Linked DNA regions of Mus musculus: regions 1 and 3 are each linked to region 2. A link is a contact called in public HiChIP or PLAC-seq data. All regions are on one chromosome and are shown on one strand. The core of a region is the stretch at or near the end of the contact, and the rest is flanking DNA. Distances in the headings are between cores, read along the strand shown.

What was found. HiChIP or PLAC-seq counts read pairs in DNA pulled down with a chosen protein or histone mark.
Region 1: an H3K4me3 HiChIP or PLAC-seq map of the SCID.adh cell line shows a contact between it and region 2, with 6 times the contacts expected there. The contact joins the enhancer-like site here to the promoter of Akap11 in region 2. A contact is called at or near these places in 2 of 115 datasets of contacts at active chromatin or transcription factors (the 230-238 cell line and the SCID.adh cell line).
Region 3: an H3K27ac HiChIP or PLAC-seq map of embryonic stem cells shows a contact between it and region 2, with 5 read pairs. The contact joins the enhancer-like site here to the promoter of Akap11 in region 2. A contact is called at or near these places in 3 of 39 promoter capture datasets (the 3T3-L1 cell line, hippocampal neurons and pre-B cells), 2 of 15 datasets of contacts at CTCF or cohesin (large pre-B cells and pro-B cells), 3 of 484 Hi-C or Micro-C datasets (B cells and embryonic stem cells), 4 of 115 datasets of contacts at active chromatin or transcription factors (embryonic stem cells and large pre-B cells) and 1 of 9 other capture datasets (embryonic stem cells).

Annotation. Positions count from the first base shown.
Region 1 is chr14:78,318,406-78,321,105 of GRCm38.p6, reverse strand. No RefSeq gene overlaps it. Among named protein-coding and RNA genes, the nearest start is that of Tnfsf11, 12 kb to the right of the region's middle. Within about 2 kb of position 1,360, at least 18 of the 459 cell types and tissues checked have an H3K27ac peak or open chromatin away from gene starts, as enhancers often do. A contact at or near this core is called in the 230-238 cell line and the SCID.adh cell line, where this site is marked.
Region 2 is chr14:78,535,572-78,538,271 of GRCm38.p6, reverse strand. It overlaps Akap11 (A kinase (PRKA) anchor protein 11), which reads left to right and starts at 1,412. Exons shown (of 12, transcript NM_001164503.1): 1 at 1,412-1,560.
Region 3 is chr14:78,288,465-78,291,164 of GRCm38.p6, reverse strand. The region is part of intron 2 of Tnfsf11 (tumor necrosis factor (ligand) superfamily, member 11); the gene reads left to right. Among named protein-coding and RNA genes, the nearest start is that of Tnfsf11, 18 kb to the left of the region's middle. Within about 2 kb of position 1,259, at least 27 of the 459 cell types and tissues checked have an H3K27ac peak or open chromatin away from gene starts, as enhancers often do. A contact at or near this core is called in embryonic stem cells and pro-B cells, where this site is marked.

The DNA.
Region 1 (2,700 bases), core at 111-2,610, 220 kb after region 2:
CAAGTAAGTGATCATTCTACTAAGATATGAGTACTGTCACTAGATAAAGCACACAGACTTTCACGTGTAAGTTTTACAATTATTGACATGAGGGTCTGTCTCACCGGGTGGACCAGTCTGACCTAAAGCATTTGAACTTGGACTCCCCTTGCCTTGTTCTTCCTAGTGCAGGGTTTGCAGCTTCCACCGAGGCAGGTTAGCAAAGAACATAGATCATGTGTACTTTCCTGGTGGTCTTCCTTACTTCCGGTGCTGATGATAGCAGCAAAAATCCATCTGAAACTGCTCAGAGTGACCGGAAGCAGGATGATCCCTTGAGCTCAGGAATTCTGGGACATACTAAGACACCTAAAGAGATTCAGTTTCAAAAATATGATCAGGTTGAGTAAGGATGCTGTGGTGTGGCCATAGTGAGTATAGCAGCGAGATGAAGAGTGGTTGGAACAGCAGTACATATGTTAAGCAATGTTAGCTGGAGTTTCCATATATGTCCACTCACACTGAACTCAAAACAACTCGGCAGTACTAAACCAGAGCTCTCACCACTCAGGTCTGCTGGCACCATGGCTCTGTAGCCATCCTGTAGTGTTTTACCTTAGCTTTTCAAAGAATGAAACCCAGACCCAGAAATAGAGGTCACCTCTCCTGTTAGTGGCGCAGCTTGGATTTAATCACAGGATGTGAGACCACAAGGTCCCCGTTTTTAACTGCTTGGTTTTAGGGCAGGCTCCTAAAACTTTCACTCTGTCACGGAGCAGGAATAGATTCATGGTTAGACCAGTCCCTTCTACTCTGAAGTTTCCACGGAGGGCTTTTCTAAAATCCGAATCTTTTTTGATGGTTGAGAGCTGTGACTACAGAAAGAACGAAAGTTCTCTAACTAGACAGCCTCGATGAGACGTTTGCCCAGACCTTTGGTGCAGTTTGGTGTTGAGCAAAGCCCCATCTGAATAGAGGTCAGTTCTCTCTCTTTCCCAGGCTGGAAGAGCCGTGTTGCTGTGGAGCAGTGACCTGTGTGTCTGCTGTGATGGTGGCAGATGCCACACCTGTTACTTCTGCAACATGCCTGCTCAGAAATACCTCCCCACAAGCATTCCTATCTGGTTTAAAATTCAGGAGGCCTCTCTCTGCCACGTGTCAGGAACTTGACTGCTGGATGGTGCGGGGTACACATAATAAATAAGCAGACTCCGTGTCTTCAAGACTACACAGAAATGATTAGAGTCACTGAAACAAAGAAAGTGATAGAGGTGAAGTGAGTGAGAGAGGGACAAAGTGAAAGCATTGTTTAACTAAGTCTCTGTGTGTGCGGGAAGTGGGAAGGAGTTATGAGTAGGGACCTGAAGGCTGAATAGGAGGAGTCACCTCAGTAATGAAGCAGGAAAGATGTCACAGGCTCCTCCGACCTGCAGTCAGGACCTGGAGAGCCTGTGACTCCTCCTGGGTGTTCATCTCAGTAAAGGCAGTGACTTGGGTGACATCTTGGGTCTTTGGTCTTCCTCATCTTCTCACAACCAAACCCAGTGGCTTCTTTGACTAAATGGCTCTGAGGATTCTACTTCCACACCACTTCTGCCATTTACTGCTGGTCCTTGCCTGTATTTGGCAGTGGCCATATAACCAACTTCTCCTCCAGGCTTGCTCTGCCCATCATCTATGATCTTCCTCCACAAGCCTGTCCTCCACACTGCAGCTCGAACACCTTCTGAACCATGCAGCAAAACACACAGAGAGAACATTTTAAAGGCTTTGCACTGCCTCAGAAGAAAATCCAACTTTTTATCTGAAGAGACAAAGGCTTGTTTTTTCAGCATCCTGGTCTCTCCTCACACGTTCTATCCTCACACGCTGTGACACTAAACTTTCAGTTCCTTGAATACATCCTGTTTTGTTTCTTGGCCCCTATATTTTCCCACTTTGCTTAAATAATGATTACTCATCCCACAAGTCTTGTTTAAATATGGCTTCCTTCAACAAGTCTTTTATGGCCAAGGTTAAAAACTTCTCTTATGTGCTCCCAAGACATTTTGCTAATTATACTATACGGTAAGTGGCTGTCTGCTTGTGTGACAGTAGGGTAAAGTAGGAATGAGAGGGAGGGAGGGAGGGAGGGATAGAGAGAGAGAGAGAGGGGGGGGGGGGTTTCAAAGAATTCTATTAGCAAAAAGGAGGGCTGGGTAAGCAAAGCAAACCTGACCAAATGGGAAAATTACTTGAGAAGTGTTTTTCAGAGGAGCAGCTGGGGAAGGTGATATTTGTTGAGGTGCAGAGAGTGAAATTTTAATCCTTTTCTAAGAAGTCTAAAAGTTAGAAGCCATGGTAGTGGCTGTCTGTCCAGCAGCAGAGCTGAGACAAAGTGGCACACTGTGAAAACATAGTTTGTTTTCACTGACAACAGGACCAAGTGTATCCCAGGGACAAGTCGTGGGTGACCAGAAAGGAGACAGTCTGAGGACAAACGTCAAAGGGACCTGATCCAAGAAGGCACCTCATGAGGCAGGCTGGCTGGAAGAAAGCAAATGGGATGGGCATTACAGAAGCTGATTGGTGGGGGAAGTGCTTTAAGCACTCAGCTGGGGCTAGGCATCTTCAGTCATAAGTTTCCGGAGCGAAGCCTTCAAGGAGTCACTAAAAACCCCGATGAAGTAGTTAGTCTTGGACGTTTTTTACCAAACACAGAGATCATTCCCTCAAATGTTA
Region 2 (2,700 bases), core at 163-2,662:
AAATGATAAAAAAAAAAAAAAATCTACATATTTTAAATACAAGTCAGCAGCCAGCGCTTAGGGCTCTGACTTAACACATTTTGGAGACTGTCAAGGTCATTGGAAATTGGTTCTCACAGGATTGTCTTTTACCTGGACGAGTTCCTTGTTGTTTCAGCTTCCGTAAAATTCACTCTCTACAGGGAAGAGCTTACTAGTTTTTTGTTTTTTTTTTTAAACTAATTGTTATTGTTCCCCCCTTTAAGAGGTCAAAGCTTTTCATTGTAGACTAAACTCCCAGTTCTTTTCTTGGTTGATGAAGCAGTAAGGGATCTAGCCTCTATTATCATCCCAAGTTTATTTCTTGTTATTCAAATGTGCTAGATTAGATCCGGATTTGGGGCTTGTGAATTATTCTACTTTCTGCTAGCGATGTAGGGCTGCTATCCAAATCACTGCCTGAATCTTTCCTCCCACAAGGGCACCACCCCCAAGCAGTGGCCCAATTGTAACCACCACCATCAGATGATGATAATCTGCGAGTTAACACCTACAGATATCCACCCCCTCCCCCAACCCGGCCCCAGCTCTCAACAACCTAATCTATTTGTCTTCATAGTGTTCAATAGACAACCTGGAATTATGCCTAAAACGTGTAAGGAAAGCAGCCAAAAGCTGTTGAAGAGAACGAAGATATGACTGTACTCTTTCTTGTCTCTCTCCCCTAAAGAGGATAAAACAAATAAGGAGCATCTACTTCAAAATGTCCTTCTCATCTCTCGGCCAGTTTGAGGACCGTATGTCCTTGAGGAGACCATGCAACATGACTGCACCGATTCCTCTGATTTAAACAGGAATCACACAGCTTGTCACCCAAGGCTAGGCTTCTTGGTGGTCAAAGCCTTATTTTCCAATTTCAATGGCCCGTGGGGTTGGGAAGTGCACTGCCCTTTAGACTGACTCCAGAGGTTCCGATTGGGCCCAAGGCTTCCTCAGTGGTTTCCCCTGATGATGTTGGGAACCGGGCAGACCCATTCTGAAGGATGGGCTGTGTCTGGACCCCTGATGTCGTGGGCTGCCACTGGCTGTGGGAAACCAGCCCCAGGAAGGTCTAAGGGTGGCGGATGGGATGCCAGCATCCTGGGCTCGGGCGCTTGCCAGAGGAAAGGGTTAAGCCGTTCCCAAGGCAACGCACCAGGAAGCGCGCAAGACGTCAGCCGAGAGTTCGTAGGTCAGCTCGAGGTTTAAAGCTCCCACGGGCCGAGGGCCGCCTGGCCAATGGAGAGGGCGCCTCCGCGTCACGTGACGGGCGACCCGCAGCTTTGCCCTCCAGAGCACGTGGGAAGATATTTTCCCCCCACCCCTTGTTCCTTTTGCGCGGGCTCGGCCACGGGGTCGTTCTCGCGAGAGGTGCGACGGCTCTCGCGAGAGTGAGTGGGCGGCGTGGGGAGGCGGCGGCGGTGGCGTCGCGGGCTGGGGCGGGCGAGGGGGAGCGCCGCTGCGCTGCGGCTCGCGCCACCGGGCGTTGCGGGCCGTGACGGGAGGCTGACATGCCCGGGAGCTGAGAGGCTGTGCCGCCTGGTGAGCGGGGCAGGGAACCGGGAGCCAGAGGGCCGGGTCCAGACTGCGGCCGGGCGCCGTGGCCTCGCTGCGTGGGGCGCGGGCGGGAGGACGGTGCACTTTGTCCTCCGCAGCAGCATCCTTCCCTGTCAGCGTCCGAACCCAGGTCCCCGGCGCTGCCCTAACCCCAGATGCCGCTGTTTGCATCGCTGTCACGTCGCCTCCAGGCTGGCCAAGCATCCGAATTGCGCTATCAAATAGAAAATGGGCTGGCCAGACCACAGTGACAGTACAGTCTAAACCCCTGGTATAGCTTGGTGACAGTCCTTTAGCTCTGCCTACGGTCTTTAAAAAGAAAAGAAAAGAAAAAAAAACCCTATTAGTTGGAGGTGGCTTAGCTTTAGGCATTAAGGCATTTTGCGGTGAGCAATACTGCTGAGACACATCGCTAATGGCCTTGGCGCATACTGGAGTTAATATTCGCAGTTCTTTTATAGCCTTGTGATTATCCATTTGCTTCTAAATCGCTTGTTTTCCTTTGCATCTTTCTCACCTTGTTAGCAGTGTTATTTATATTGGTACTCAATTTTGTTATGTATGAAAATATATAAAATAAGGGCATCAGGAAAGATGGAGTATTTATTCATGCAAAGGTGATTTTGTTTTAATGTCTTTGTGTTTGCTTGGTGTGTGTGTGTGTATGTGTTGGTGTGTGTGCTGGTAAAAGGCAGCCTAGTATGATTGATGTCATTTTCAATAGTCCCACCTAATCTTTCAAACTATAGAAGCATTTTTTTCAAGGAATAACCTGGTTATTCATACTTGATTGTGTTTTCCAGGCAGGATTGTGAATCATAGGTTGGCAGTAAATTAAGCAATTAGTTGTGTAGTTAGTAACTGACTTATGAGGGATGAAGGGATATGAGGGAATTGGGGAAGACGTGGGTTTATAAGCTGAGCTGTGGCTAATGTAGATAGCTACAGAACTGCTCAACTGATCTGCCTGGAAAGGAATTGGCAGTATATACTCTGTGCCCAGTGATGTTTCTCAGTTGTTGAAGATTCTGAAGTTGGAGGCCCAGAACTGTAGTGAGAGATTTGCTAGCCTTCTCAAGCCTCTGAATTCCAGGGCTTCGTCAGGGAAACAGAAGAAAATCCTTT
Region 3 (2,700 bases), core at 10-2,509, 250 kb after region 2:
GACCAAACCAGGAACGATACACCTTGCAAGTCAATGGGGAACCAAAACAGAAACAATATTCCTTGCATGTTAAGGGTTCTTTTTGCATTTAAGGCAGTTAAAAATAAGTTCCTGTTTGTCCTATGTTAAGCCCTTGCAAATTAAGGTTTCTATTTGTAATTAAGAATAGGTTTCTGTTGATAAGTTATTTCTCCGCTGGTCAAATGAGCCAATTCCAGCCAGATTAGATTATATTAAAGAAAGGTTTGTTGGGAAGCTACTCTTGGGCGAGTTCTCTGGCCCCTGGGAAGGAGGCCAGGGAAGTCGCCATTGGAAGAGAGAGAGGAGAGGGGGGAACTAAAGAGAGAAAGTGTGCATGAACAGAGAGAAGGGGAGAGAGAGAGAGAGAGAGAGAGAGAGAGAGAGAGAGAGAGAGAGAGAGAGAGAAGAGAGGGAGGAGAACAAAATGTGTGGATTATATAGAGAAGAGCCCCTAAGGGAAGGGCAGCCCAGCCCCTGGGCTGGAAAGTTCACGGTTGGGGGCAGAGTATGCCAGCTAGGGACTGAGGGATGCTGGGAGAACCTGGAGGCCAGGTCTGCTTTGGTGTGTAAGATAAGCATCTCAGTCCCTTGACCCAGGATCTGGAACCAAGCACCCATTTCTTAAATCTGATGTAAACTGCAACCCCGTGTACGTGATGTACACTGTACCCTCGTTCCATCCCTATCATTCTTTCTAACAATGTATATAATAGCCAACTCTCACCCCTGTGAACACCTTACCTCTTCTTAAAAAAAAAAAAAAAGGAATTTCATGAGGCCAGCAGGGGCTGCTCTCTTGAATCCTGAGACTTAGGGTGAGTCATCTGGCTGACGAGTTCGTGGTGCATCCCAAACTACAGCTTGCTTGCTTTAATTGGACAATCGTGGATTTGGTCTTTTCTCCTCAAGATTCTCAGGTTTAGCAAAAGGAGCAGCAGGTATCAATGGTGCCCATGAATGGGAAGCCAGGTTCTGGCACCCGGCACCATCAGAAGCAGCTCCACACAGTACTGCCGGCATCTACCCACAGTGCTGCCAGCATCCTTGAGGGAGGAGGTGGCCCACAGGGGAGGAAGAGCTATGAAGCCAGGCAGTCAGCTCAGTTAACAGCTTATTGCTTTCTCTACACCCAAAGACTTCAGATAGCAAGTGTTCCAGTTTTCCCCTTGACCAAAACAGTTTCTAAGTCTTAAGATGTGGAAGGACAGTGGGATACGCCTTGCAAAATTCCTATCTCCTAATCGTGTACTTGGTTGCTTTGGCAACCAGCTCCCATCCCTTGAGTTATCTCATTGGCATGAATAGGTCTGGTTGAAAAAGGTTTATGAATAACAGAAGATGCTCCTATCCCCCCTCTCCCTCCCTCCCTTCCTCCCTCCTTCTCTCTCTCTCTCCCTCTCCCTCTTCCTCCTCGTCCTCGTCCTCCTCGTCCTCCTCGTCCTCGTCGTCCTCCTCCTCTTTCTTCTTCTTCTCTCTGTCTCTCTGTGTCTCTCTGTCTCTCTCTCTCCCTCCTCCTCCTCCTTCTCTCTCTCTCTCTGTCTCTCTCTGTCTCTCTGTCTCTGTCTGTCTGTCTGTCTGTCTGTCTCTCCCTCTATCTATCTTGCAATATCACAGAGGCCCAGTCGTGAGGGGGCCTTATAAACCTTAGGACTGTACTTGTTCCTGAAGTCACCAAGTGATTTCAAGAAGAGGAGGGACAAGTTCCCCTTGTACTTAAGATGCTTTTTCCTGCCACCATCCATGCATCTGTCTGTGGCACAAAGACTGTGAGATTAGGTAGGAAGAGGCAATTGTCTTCCTGAGGAGTGATGGGATCTTGATGCTGCAGCCTGGGCCCGGGAGGAGGAGATAGGATTTCTGAGCTATTTACCAAGTAGAAGTCCACAGGACTTCCCAGCAGGAGTGGGAAATGGACTATTCATTTCCAGAAAGAGCCGGGAGTGTGGCATTCAAGTGCTAACTGGCTGATGAATGCACTATTCTTGTAACTAGGTTGGAGAAGAATTACATGAAGGGTATCATTAAGATGTTAAAATGAATGCATTACATATGTTAACAAGTGTATGAACCCTGTATTATATCTGGCAAGCGGGGTGTTAAATCCTTGTTCAACCAGCCAGATGTCCCTGCAGCTGCTGTGGTATTGCAGAGGGAGGCAGCCACCTGAGACCCTTGCTACTGACTGCTGCGATAGTGTCTAGTGTCGGGAGCATCTGGCTGTACAAATTGCTTCTCCCGTGATTTGATTGACAGGTACCAATGGATCACGTGATTCCTATCACAGTCCAAATGGGATTTCAGACTGATAAACCCAGACTCCAATAACTTGACCTTTTACATGGAACCTAGGCAGCTGGGACATATATTTTTATTATTTAGAAGGATGGTATCCAGATTGCAGTCAAACAAACATAAAACCAATTTAATCTTATATACTCGGGGTCTTGTTCCTAGTAGTTAGTTATTTGGCAGTTTGTAAAGGCGGTTTAGAAATTGGTTGGAAGTGTTGAAATCCCTAGAGCCAGCCAAGGACTTTCAAGTACAACTCAGAGTTTGGTATTTATTCTTACCAGTGTGGCCTCCCATAAGTGGGCCCAACTTCTCAAGATGAGCAGCTATTTCCTGGGTTTGGAAAAAAAAAACCAACAAAAAACCAACCCTCCTAAATCATTTAAAAGG